2 separate regions of the Rattus norvegicus genome follow, and region 1 is linked to region 2. The links are chromatin contacts, called in public Hi-C maps. All regions are on one chromosome and are shown on one strand. Each heading gives the region's core, a stretch centred on a gene start, on an enhancer-like site or on the middle of the called end of the contact. The rest is flanking DNA. Distances are from core to core; before and after follow the strand shown.

What was found. A called contact is a pair of places that touch in the nucleus more often than the background predicts.
Region 1: a Hi-C map of frontal cortex shows a contact between it and region 2, with 1.5 times the contacts expected there. The contact joins two enhancer-like sites. A contact is called at or near these places in 2 of 12 Hi-C or Micro-C datasets (frontal cortex and mammary epithelial cells).

The regions. Positions count from the first base shown.
Region 1 is chr1:21,494,326-21,500,865 of GRCr8, forward strand. LOC134482582 (a long non-coding RNA gene) reads right to left here. Exons shown (of 2, transcript XR_010058869.1): 2 at 3,104-3,568. Among named protein-coding and RNA genes, the nearest start is that of Smlr1, 160 kb to the right of the region's middle. Within about 2 kb of position 4,431, at least 5 of the 93 cell types and tissues checked have an H3K27ac peak or open chromatin away from gene starts, as enhancers often do.
Region 2 is chr1:21,266,638-21,273,507 of GRCr8, forward strand. No RefSeq gene overlaps it. Among named protein-coding and RNA genes, the nearest start is that of Rnu11-3, 69 kb to the left of the region's middle. Within about 2 kb of position 2,519, at least 9 of the 93 cell types and tissues checked have an H3K27ac peak or open chromatin away from gene starts, as enhancers often do.

The sequences.
Region 1 (6,540 bases), core at 3,181-5,680, 230 kb after region 2:
TTTAATACAGCAAGGGTTCTCAAACTTCCAAATGCTGTGACCCATTAATACAGGCCCTCATGTTGTGGTGACCCCCAACCATTAAATTATTTCATTGCTACTGTATAACTGTAGTCTTATTACTGTTGCAAATGATAATGTATGTATCTGATGTGCAGGATATTTGCTTTGTGACCCACAAAGGGGTTACAACCCAACAGGCTGAGACCCACAGGGTTAGAGCTTAGCCTCTTCTACCCATAAGGCCATAAACAAATTATCTTTCCACTTTAACTTGTCTATAAAATGAGGAAAATAATAACCTCCCATTTCACCCCTCACAGGGATGAATGAAAACAAATGCAGGTTAGGTGCTGTGAAGGCTGGTTCTGGGTCCAGTTGTCAGAGCTGAGGAATGCCCAGCTGGCTTGTCAATGCTCCTCTCGTGTGTCTGTGAGGCTATCTTTAAAGAGATCAGCCCAGGACACAGTAGACTAAGCAAGGAGGCTCCATCCTCACCCATTCAAGTGGGCACTGTCCAATCAGCAGAGAACACTAGGAGGGTGAGGATGGATAGATTCTGTCCTTCTTAAGCTGATGGAGCCATGTCCTTCTCGTGGACATCAGAGCTGCTGATGTCTCAGGCTCTCACACCTGAACTGGGACTTACACGCTCAACTCTCCTGGCTCCCAGGCCTTCAAACTTGTGCTCCATCACACTCTCAGCCTTCCTTGGTCCCCAGCTGGCAAGGGGCTAATATAGGACTTTACATCCTCCGTGATCTCCTAAAGTAATCCTCATCATAGATTTTTGTATAATACACATCTATATTCATATTAGTCCCTACATAGATGTATTTGTACGTGCCTATGTATAGAGCCTGTTGGTTCTTTTTCTCTATAATCCAGGGCCCAGAACAAGATGAATTCTACTACCTTTAATAATAATCACGTGTTTCCACACATACTACTCTCATCGGTGGGTTCAGTGGATGCCCAAAGAGTAGCTGAGAACTACGTTTCTATAGTCTCTGGTGTTTCAAAGAGCACTACCTTTCATCCTGAAATTTCAAGGGTAAATACCAACTCTAGTTTCTGAGAGAATTCTACACTTTGTCTAGCACTGATGTGAAAATCAGACCACAGGCTCAGAGCACTTTGCAGCCTGGTTTCTACCACTACTAACAGATCCATACACCTGAAGAAAAGCAGAGCTTCAGCTGACGAGACTCCTGTAGCTCCCATCTCTAAGCCTTTGAGTCTCAAAACCAGTTCAAGGTCTCCAACTTCCCATCAGCTATCTACCACAGGGATAAATCTATTGAGAAGCTGCTTGTGGGCCTCAGGGAGGGAGTCCAGGCACCAGTAGACTTAGCTACAGGACACTTGAACAATGCTTCAAATACATACTTTGAAAACCAGAAAACCAGAGCTTTTGAAATACACGGCGGAAAGCATACGTCTGAAAAGAATTTGAAATGCAAATGTATTGTAACAAAATAAAGTGCTAAGACATTGATGGACTGAGTCCCACAGGACACCCCTGCTGTGACTTTAATGCTGAGAAGACTTCACAAACACCCCTTTAAAATGGGAGAGCTCACTCCTCATTGTCAACCTGAGCACCCGCCATCTCTGCCTCCTCACCAAGTTCATTTACTTACAAAATTGAATCCTGGGTAGTGGAAACGCTACTCTAGAACAGGCTCCCCGGAAGGCTTTCCATCGAATGGCGTTCTTAGATCTTTGAAGGCAGACTTAGAATTTTCATGTTTAACTTTGCTTACATGAATACTGCACGGGGTAAACTGATTTAAAAAAAAAAAACCATGTATACATTTTAAAAACAATATGGAAAGGGGAATTCAATTTCCCTCTCTTCGCCTTAAGGACTGAAACCACTGCTAGCATATATTCATGGATGCCGCTTTGTTAGCACAAGATGAACAGAGAAGGAAGCCAAGGGATTGGAACATCATGTAGCGCCCTGTTATGGTCGCAATTGCCTGGGGGAATGGATTTAGGATGAGCAAAGTTTTGCTTGGTTTGTTAGGAGGTTTCAGTCCATGGCTCTGTCACCTTTAGATAGCTAGTCAACGAAATACCATGCGGGAGCCGGCGGAGGAGTGATGCTCGCTTCCGAGCAGGAATGGTAAAGAGGGAGAGGAAAGGATTAAGGTTCTACTGCAAGTAAGCCACCTCTAAAGTTTTGCCCAACTTCCCAGAGTGCCAAGCGAGGGACTGGGCCTCCAACATCTGAGCCTTCCAAGTCCCAGCTATGGCGCATTCTGGAATTTATGACAAGTTTTAACTACCACTTCCTAAATTCTATCTGAAATTTCTCATTATAGATTTGCATATGTGCTTCTTAAGCTCTTCCCATGTGCCAGCCCAGCTGATAGGGATGCCAAGGCACACAAGGAATCGCTAGACATTTCCTTTCTGGTAGGAAATGTCTGCATGGAATTTCTCACTAGTTTGGAAACTGACAAAAGAAAAAAAAGAAAAGAAAAGAAAGGAAAAGAAAAGAAAAAAAACTCAATGCTGACATACAAAAAACCTTGGGAAATATTTCCTAAGTCAAGTAGTCAATCGAATATGACTATCCAATGGTGATACAATAAAAATAATAGTTACTGGACAATAGTCTTAGAGAGTAGACCACTGAAGACTATCATGGTTGCATCTGCTATAGGCTGTGAGATTTACTGTAAATAAATATAAAATTATCTATTCTGTTTTAATCATATAGCTACCACAGTATTAAATATCAAAATAAATATTGTAAAGAAAAAATCTTGCTTATTGTCAGCATTTAAATTTCCATGGCTTATCTTCCTATGCATAGTTAAACAATTTCTTCCTAACAGAGGTAAAGGGGGTGTTATAAACAATATTTCATGTTAATGGATAATCCTATCCCAAGACACACTAAAATTCATGATAGAATAATACAAAAATGCTCTGGGTACAATTTTCTTCACCATATACGCTTATGACTAACTGTGATCTCTTGGCTAAAGTAGTATTTATACAGCCTGCTGCACTTTTGAAATATTTGCTTATGTATATTCATGATTATAAAAAGAATATGCTGGTTTTCAACAAACAATATTATGTATTAGCTTAGTATTTTTATTAGGTAAATAATCATCATTTATCCAATCAGCTTCCCTTTGCCATATTTGACAGAATAGATAAAACTGAATCACCGAGAATAAAAATAATCTACAAGAGTGGCTTCTGAATCCTCTCAGTTTTACTTAAATTGTAAAAGTGACACCTAAAACACAGATTCCCAGTGCCAGAATCAGATCATCTGCCCCTATACCAGCACACACTGTTCAGCTCTAAATCATGGGCTGAACAGAATGAGGTAGCATTGTGGACCATGATCAATATGTCAGCTTCCCCCTCCCCACCCTCTCCTCATTCTACAGTGATTGACAGCTAGGAATGCTGAACCGGGATGGAGAGCTCATCATCAGAAGTACCCTTCTGGAATGGAATTTAATAGCATCATCTGAATAGTGGTTCAGTCAATCTCAGTTTCTTTGCCTCTGGGGAGACAACACAGATGCATATAATTCTGTAAAAAAAAAAAAAAGCATGATTATTTCAAAGCCCTATGTTAACAAAGCACTCATCATCACTATTATCTTATTTCTTTAAAAAGAATCAAAAAGCAAGCTAACTTTTCCATGTTCTGTACAAAGCAGTGATCAGAAGCCACCTTGATCTCTAGAAGTTTCCTAGTGACCCAGAGAATTACGTCCTGGGTCTCCTGGTCTTGTCTCAGTTCTCTGAGACACTGTTACTTAGAGCTGCTACCATTGAATGTTGAGAGACTTAGAACCAACTAAGGCAGGGCTCACCAGAGTCAAGGAAGACAAAAAGAAAACCTCAACATCCAGATGCCCTCACCCCAACCCCAAGCCTGTCAAAACAAAACCCCTGAGAGTGAAGTGGCCCTGACTTTACTGAGAGGACAATTCAGATGTGTCTGCAAGAAGATTTTCAGGGAAATACTTTCCTCATCCTCGGGGATGAGGAAGTGGATGAACCCCCTCCTTTACTCTCTCTCTCCCTTCTTCCCTTCCTCCCTCTTCTGCCTTATCACACAGCATCCAAGTTTGCTTGTTGAGGTGGGAACAAACAGGGACACAACACAGGCTCCATTCCCACACCTCAGGGACCATCTTGTTCTGTTAGATCCTTCCTTCCCACACCAGAAGCAGAAAATCACCGAGACTGGGGTTTCTAACTGCTGCCACCAAAAGTATAAATTTTCCATTCAACTCCACACGCTGGGGAGGAATGAAATGGCATCTGCAGGAAGGAGTGCAATGGAGTGAGAAAGGAAGAAACATCCTAAAATCATCTCAGCCTCCGTCCGGCCCTGTCAGCAGAGACCTCGGGGCCCTTCTAGCACATTCTGAGACACTGGATACAAGGTATACAAGGTTTTCTTGGCAGGAAAAAAAAAATATGCTGTCTGTTTTCTAGGCACGAGTGAATCACTGGAAGAACTGAGCCTGGGGATACACTCCACTTCCTAGGGAAGGTCCTCACTTCCTGTTCATTTCCTAGTAAAGGGCCTTCCCTTCCTGTTTACTTCTCAGTAAACAGTTCTTTGCTTTACGTTGTCTCACTCATGGTATTTTATAAGAGGGCTGTTCTCTCAGATCTACCACCCACACAGTCAATTTCACAGAAAGCAGTGAAATTTTTTCACTCTTTTTTTCAGGTTTGGTCCTGGTTGGTCTCAGGCCATCCCTGGAGAAAGGAGCAATGCTCAGCACAAAACCAGAAACAGATGTAGGAAGCCAGATGTGGACCAGCTCAGGGAAATAAGGCACAGTCAATGGTATAACTCATGAGAGCTAAAGAGGAAAAAAAATGAGTTTAGATGCAGAATTGAACAGACTGAGAGGAAAGAAAAAGGCTTGTCACACAGTCTTGTCTCTGTCAACCAGCAAGATATTCTAACATTTCTTTAAGGTTGAGGAATTCCCTCGTGAAGACTGTGTGTGTGCATGCATGTGTGTATGTGTGTGCATTTGTTTCCGTGTGTGTGTGTGTGTGTGTGTGTGTGTGTGTGTGTGAGCGTGCACGCATTTGGTGTGTTATCTGCTTTACCCAGAGAGGCAGGATAGCCAAGGCCCAGGAAGGACGCAAACCTGATGAAATGAATCAATATTTTGGCCTCCTCTGACAACCACATGAACAAATGTAATCTGAAAAATATTATTAAAACCCATAGCCCCCAGACATTGTAAGTCTATGTGGGCAAAAGTAATTACAGAACTAATTCCTTTGTGTTATTGAAAATGCCTTTGGCTTGGTATTGATATGGTAAGAACAGCTATCTGTGAAAACAAATGCAGGCCTCCTATTTGCTTTAATTTACTCTGGTCACAATTCTTTCTTCCTTTGTTAAATCGCTGAGTTTTGCCCAGAATGCTCAATATGATAAAGGAGACGAATAGCCTGTGTCATCTCTGTACTCAGGGGTTTCTATGAGATAGGCACATGGCCTAATGGGTACTATTGGACAAAGGATATCTTCAGTTCTAAACCACCTTTGCAGCAGACTTGCCCAGAGAGCCTTTTAAAACGGCAGGTGCCTGCTCTCCACCCCAGAAAGCCTAGTTAAATTCATCAACGTGGATCAAGGCATTCATATATACTCAATCTGAGTCCATTCATTCAATAGCTATTCACTAGGAACTTAGTAAGAACCTATGATCAGTCAAGTTTCTTAGCACGTGAGAGTAAATAAAAGGGAAATGGGTTTGGAGAAACCACTCTTTGGGTAAGAGCACTTGCTGAGCAATCAAGAAGACAGAAGGTCGGGTCTCAGCACCCACAAAGTGAGCCATGAGTCTTGCACAAACTCTGAGCTGTAACCTCCAGCTCAGGGGGACAGGGACAGGAAGATCCCTGGGACTCACTAGGCCTCCAGTATGCCAAGAGAATGTGAGGCCCAGGTTCAAGGAGAGACCCTGCCTCAAAGGAAAACTCAGAGACCGAAATAAGACACTAGACTCCATTTTCTGGTCTCTGCGTGCTTACACAGGCACAGGCATGGAGTGTACACACACACACACGTGCACACACACACACACACACACACACACACGAACGCACACTCACAAATAAATAAGGCTAAAGAAATGTCTGCTCTTGCTGGGGTTCAAAGTTCATATCTAGCACCCACAGCACGTAGCTCACAACCACCTTTAGCTTCACCACCAGGGAACCTAATGCCCTCTTCTGGCCATTGTAGGAACTGAATGCTTGTGATGCACCTAGAGACAAACAGGCACACACACAAATACACAGAAAATAAGAACAAAAACATTTGAATAAAAAAAAAATAAGAAAACAAAACCAGCCATTGCCTTAATGAAGCTGACACCTAAGAAGCTCACAAACACTAAGTATAGCATGACAACAGTGGTAAGTCATGGTGGAAAAGGAAGCAGGAGAGAATGGGCAACTTAGGAGAGTTAAAGGGAACAGGATTTTTAATAGGATAGCTGGAAAACTAGAGTCATA
Region 2 (6,870 bases), core at 1,269-3,768:
ACAGCTGAGAAGTGCCTCGATGGAGAACGTGAGCAGTTGAGCTTCTGAGGCTTAGCAGGTTAAACGCTAAGGAATGGGAACTTGCAGAGGCTTTGGAAGGCCCAGATACATGAAAGTGCTATGAATAAAAGCAGTTAGGTAGGTTATTAGGATGAGGGCTAGAGCGAGGTGGTAGCCTTGGCAACCAGAAGCTTGGAGAGAATAAGATACCCACGCCGAAGAGCCTAGTCTTGGGTCACATTATCAACCCTTCAGTTGTCAGATATACAGTATGGAGAGTTCTGGAAAGCTGTGGAAATATCTCCAAGTACCTGTTTAACTCATCTTGTCCTCCTCCTCTCCCCCAGCTTTCAGTCTAGGGAAACACTTCTCTTCCTTGCTTCCTTGTGAAGGAAGTCAGGGTAGTTTTCTTCAGAACAATCTAATAGGAATTTGACTTTGAAGAAAAAAATCACAGAGAGGATTTTAATTTATTTCACTGAGGATTAGGAGATTGGACCAAGTGTGTGAAGTCCAAGTTCAAATGAATGCTGCGGCTACAAGAGGCTTTTAAGTGGCACATATGTGTGGCATAGAGACCAGAGAGCTGAGCTATATTTAACTTTCAAAAGAAAACCATATGTAAGAGGTGACAATCCTGGCAAGATGGCCCCTCTGTTGACATGTTATAATTGCCTTTGAGGTAGCAAAGTGCACAGAGGAAGAAACCCAAAGTTTCTGATGACGCCCACGACAGCAGGACTCACCAGCACAACCAATTCATTATAATTGTGCTTTAATTAACTTATACTCACTTCCCATTCTAAACCCTCAAAATGCATTAAAAAACTTCACGCTTTGTGGGGATCAACTATTGACACTGAAAACTTTCTTGTGAGCCCTGCATCAGCCACCTGAGCAGTGATTATTATAGTCACTCTCACTCTCTATGTATCTGTCTCTCTGTCTGTCTGTCTTTCTGTGTGTCTGCCTCTGTGTGTGTGTGAGCCTGTCTCTCTCTTTCTACGCCCCCCCCATCATAAACTAAGTGGACAGTAAGACCTGTCTTCAGAATGGAAGCCTCATTCCATTCTGTGTGTCAGTCTGCATCCCACCTCAGGTCCAGCACCATGTTCTTAGTTTTTGTCCAGCAGTAGAAGCTTTGGAATTGTCTAGAAACACTCTCTTTCTTTTTCCACAGACTCCAGCCTCAGAATCCACCCTACTTTTATAATCTAGATGTTGCTGGACTGTATGATTTTTTTTTTACTATTTTCTGGTGTTTGTTTTCATGGTTCACGCTCATTTTATTCTTGGCTTATGAAAACATTTCACTCTTTTTTCTCTTTTTCAGAAATGCAACTAATATACACACCTGAACTCCTTATGAAAGCCGTTTGATGACCGAAGGAAAGGCTCTCCTGCATATGTGTGTGAGTTCTAGGGACCCTCTATGGTCTCCACCTTGTGCATTACACTCTAGCATCCTGGGTATGCTGTTGGGCTCCATAGTCAAAAGAGAGAGTCAAGGAACAAAGATTCCCTGGAAGCCTGGCATAGAACAGTGAACCCAAAACTTTTTTTCAAGCAAAGTAGAAGATGAAGAGTGATGCCCATGGCTGTCCTCTGGTAGCCACACACCCATTATGGTATGTGCATGCCTGAGCTCATTCACGTCTTCAATATACACACAGAGGCAGAGGGAATGGGGGTGGGGGGAGGAGACTGGGAGATAGAGGGGGAGAAGGAGAAAAAGATAGGGAAAGGGGAGGGGGAGAGGTAGGGAGAGAAGAAGATGGGAAAGAGAGAGGGATGGGGAAGAGGAAGAGAGGAATGGAAGGAGGGAGGGAGGGATAGAAGGAGACAGAAGGAAAGGAAGGAGAGTAGAAGAGGAAGAGGGCAGGAGGGAAAGAGGGAAATGGGGGTGGGACAGAGAGAGAAGGAGGGAGGGAAAGAAGGTAGGAGGAAAGGGAGGGGGAAAGGGAGGGGAGGGGAGAAAAAGGAGGAGAGGGAAGGATGGAAAAAGGAAGGGAGGAAAGGGGGATAGAGGAGGGAGAGGGAAAGAGGGAAGGAGGGGAAGAGGACAGGAGACAGGAGGAGAAGAGGCGGGAGGGGAAACATGGGAAGAGGGAGGGAGAGAGGGAGACAAGGCAGAGGGAGAGGAACAGAGGGAGGGAGGAAAGAAGAGATTTTAAACAACTCTCATGGCCCATCTTAGTGTGAATCCAACAGAGGATTATGGAAATACTGTTCTCAGCTAAGCTGAAAGGACATCTTGAAACAAATCTCAGGGTACATGCAGTTTACATTTCAAGAAATGTCTGCAACGTGCATTGCGAACCACCCCCTAGATTCCAAGTCTGAAACCAGCTGCAGAGAAGTGACACCTGTCTCTGTGAGCTTGAGGCAGCAGTGATATGCCCGGCCCTATCCATCCTGTCTGTTGTGCTTCAAATATCTTGCTGTGCTGCAGACATTCGTGAGGTATACAAGTGTCTTGCTTATTTTAGAACCATTGTTGCTGGCAGCAAAAACCCACGTTAAATAAGCCAACGCCTACAGCCTGTGGTAAAGACTGCTAAACAGAGTGCGCTGCATTCTGAACAGAGCAGAGAGGTACAAACTGGACCGTGACCAGATGGCTTTCCCAGGAAATATGGTTCAATGCAGATTGGATCTGTTTCTTGTTCAAAGTTTTTACATCTGGCTCTCCCGAGGGACTCTCCCCCTTGTTTTATTGTTGAACAGAATGTGTTTGTAAAGTGACCCTTTGGATTTTTTTTTTCTTTGTGAAGAGCATTTTTTTCAGTGAGTGGTTAAAAGGGGAGCCTGTTTAAGGGGCATCCATCCACACCTCAAGATCCTGTTTCTAGTGAGCACAGAACAGGCTCGAATGCTGTCTGCTTTGTTTGTTGCTCACCACCCTGGCTTTCAAACCTCCCTTCACTAAATCATCATGGCTGTGCAGCTGAGACTAAGGATCTTCCTTCTCTGTCCCGCAGAGTATGTGTATATCTTAGCTAAGACTAATGGGGCCTGGAGGTGAAGTCAGCTGAATTCGTAGAGCAGATATCAAATGCCCTTATTTATTTTTATGCCTGTCTCATCACAGGTGGGACAGAGACAGGGGCAGGGAAGAGGGGAGAATATGGTCAAGCCAGACCTGAGCCTTTAGGGGGCCCAGAAGAATAGCTTAGTGATGGGCATCTAGGAACCAAGAGGAAGAACTCACTTCACAGTTCAGGAGGTCAGGAGTCTCAAAGCTGCCCAGGCTGATTCCTCTAGCAAGGAAGAATCTCAGGTCCAAAGTTGGCCCCAGCCCTCACTCCTCAGAGGAGAGGAACAGAGCTTCCCAGTGACTCGAATGGAAGACGGACGAAAACGGTGTATCCCTGTCATTGGCACAATCCTAGAGTTACACACTGTCTTCATGAAAACAACCAATCAGGCCTTGCAATAACTGTGTTCTTTGTTTGTTTTGAGGCAGGGTCTCACTGGACAGCCCTGGCTGACCTGAGCTTCACAGACCAGACTGACCTAAAACACACAGAGGTCCACCCACTTCTGTCTCCAGGTTCTTCAAATAAAGGTATGAGTCATTAGGTTTGTCCCCGCCCCCTTGAAATCATTCATCGAACAAAGGCCCTTCTCACAGAAGAACATTTTATTTCCACTTACTCAAAAGAAAAGAAAAGTCTGAAAATATTTAGAGCCAAGGTCATGGATATCATTAAAATGAGGCTTAAAAAATAAAACCCAGAACCCTTATGTTTAGTCAAGCATAGTTAGCTTATGCCAGAAATCCCAGCACTTCCTAGGCTGAGGCAGGAGAAGAGCTGAGACCACTGTGTTGCATAATTACTTCCGGGCCAGTCTAAGCTTCAGAATGAGACCCTGTCTCAAAAAATAAAATCAAACACCCAAATCAATCAAACCAAACCAAACAAATAAACAAAAGCAGTAACAATAAAGACTTAGATATTCCAGCTATGAGCATGTTACGTTTGTGCCAAATAGTTGGCTTTTACAAGGCTAACGAATGGGGGTTGGGGATTTAGCTCAGTGGTAGAGTGCTTGCCTAGGAAGCACAAGGCCCTGGGTTCGGTCCCCAGCTCCGGAAAAAAAAATACCTATATTTAAAAAAATACCTACAAGGCTAATGAATCTCAGAAATCTGTGACATTGAGAATGCAAGCCTCACGCAACAGTTCATGCTGTATGACTGCCAGGGAGCGCCATAGAAGGACAGCAAGGCTGTGTTGGGGAGTAGAAGTCAGGAGACTGGGAACCTGCAGGCCTCCACTGAGGAGTAAAGTAATGTGTGTTGGAAGTGGGGCACTGTCTGGAACTTTATACACAACCAGTCTTTACCCTCATATACACACTGTAATAAATGTGCTTCAATTATCCTCTGTTTATAGAATAAAGAATATGAAACACAAGGGCAGTACGCGGTCACTCATCTAGGAAGAGCCATGGTTGGCTTACAGCTCCCATCTTCCTCAAAACTACATCTTGCCCTCTGCTCCTCTGCCTAGAGTCATGGTTTAGCCTTAAATCATTAACAGAAGAGCCAAGATCAGACTCGTCCTCTCTAGAAGTCTGAAACATTGATGAGCATGCACAGAAACCACACACAGCAATCAGCTTGGAATAAAATCTGCTTTCAGTCAGATTGCATTTCTCTGAAAGTCATTTAACCACTACCAGCAGGGGACTTCCTTTGTAAGAAAAGCTTTAAAATAGGATTTTAGTGGGGACTGGATCGTCATAGGACATGAGGTGCGTGCATGTGTGTGTGTGTGTGTGTGTGTGTGTGTGTGTGTGTGTGTGTATGTGTGTGTGTATGAGATGTAAATGTGTGGGGGCATGAGTGTGTGTATGAGTGTATGAATATAAGAGTGTGCTTGTGTGTGTGAGTGTGGATTTGTGTGCATGTGTGTGGTATGAGCATATGAGTGTTGAGTGTGCATGCATGTGTTAATGTGAGATGTGAGTGTGTGAATGTGTGAGTGTGTGTATGAGTATGTGAATATATGTGTATGAGTGTATGTGAGTGTGTATGTGTGAGTGTGTGAATATATGTGTATGAGTGTGTGTGTGAGTGTGTATGTGTGAGTGTGTGAATATATGTGTATGAGTGTGTGTGTGTGAGTGTGTATGTGTGAGTGTGTGAGTTTGTGTGGTATGTGTGTGAGTTTGTGTGGTGTGTGTGTGTGTGTGTGTGGCATGTGAATGTGTATGTATGAGTGGATATATGAGTGTGTATGTGTATGTGAGTGTGTGCGAGTGTATGAGTACATGTATGTGTGAGTTTGTGTGAGTGTGTGAGTTTGTGTGGTGTCAGTGTGAGTGTGCGTGTGTGAATGTGAGACGTGAGTGTGGTGTGTGTGTGTGTGTCATATGAATGTGTGTGTATGAGTGAATATGTGAGTGTGTATATGGAAGTGTGTGAGTGTGTGTGAGTGTGTGCGGTTGGGAGTGTGTGTGGTGTGTGAATGTGTGCGTAGAGGTGAATATATGAGTATGTGTGACTGTGTGAGTGTGTGTGTGTGTGTGTGTGTGTGGTGTGTGAACGTATATATAGCAAAAGAGTCACACTGAAAGCACTACCCAGAAAAGGCATGTGCTCTGTCACTAAGCTACATCCTCAGCCCTAGGATAAATTCTTATGATCACACTTAATTTTAAGCAGTCCTCTTCCAGGAATTTGGTGGCCTCTATGTTAAGAGATACTACAGCAATCATTGCCGCCCATCCACAGTGACAAAGACGATCTGAATGGCCTTTGGCAGGGCCTTATCATATAAGGGCATTCTGGCCCTTTGTTCCTGGTTTATACCCACTAAGGGCTATTATAAACATCATTTGCTTTCTAAGTGCTCCTTGTACTCAGTGAGAAAATGCAGCTTCACTGCTCTATCGTCTCCCTTGTCAATTTGACTTCTCATTCTGTATTATAAATTAGAACTCAGTGAGTCAACCTCCTGTGAGTTTTAGAGTGAACCTGTCTGTAAAGGTCTTTCCAATTCTTGATGCACTGACAAAAATGACCTTCTGGTTCTACAAAGATGTGGGAAGGACAGTTTCATGGGAAGACAGAGGTATGTTTATTCCTTAACTCTAAATGACAATGTGTGAGCTTAAGCAGGTGACATTTTTTTCCCCCTGAGTCAGTTTCTTGGTTTCCTGTCATGAAAATGTGAGCAGTATGGAGATTGGAGCTGCTTCAGGTCCACATGCTGGCCGACAACCCCTCCAGTATTCCCACAGAAAATACTGTTCTATAGATCTCAAGTTGGGATGAGTTGGTGTTACAGCAGTCTGTACGCTTTGGGTTTCAGCCCGAGCTTGACCCTATTAGGATATCAGGAGCCTCCTTCAGCCTGCAGCCAAGTTGCCTGCCTTCTGCCCGTTGGTTTTCTTCCCCCACACAGGGACTGTGGCAGTCTCTTTGCCCTCAGATGATTGTGGACTTCGGGGTGTTGCCCAGCTGTGGGAACTCTAGCACCTGTCCCCAACCGTAACATCCTTTTTTATTTCCTGCCTTTTCTCTGACTGGAGATCCTAGATATATTAAAGTTGGTGCCACAAGAGTTATGTCATCTATATGTGGACAGACACAATTCAGTTTACTTTTTGATACATCCAGTGGCCAGAAAAGTCATATCATTCGTGTTAGACCACCCTGAGATTCTGAGATTTATTTCAGTAGCAGAGGAAAATGGATTGGTATGTATGCACAGGACGACTCAAACGTGAGGAATACATTTTAAGCCCCACATTATTAGATAATTGTATGACAAGCAACACGTTATAAACTATTTAGAACATTAGAGTGTTGTTTTTAACAAAACCTCTAATGTTTGATTTTACCGATAAAGATTGGGG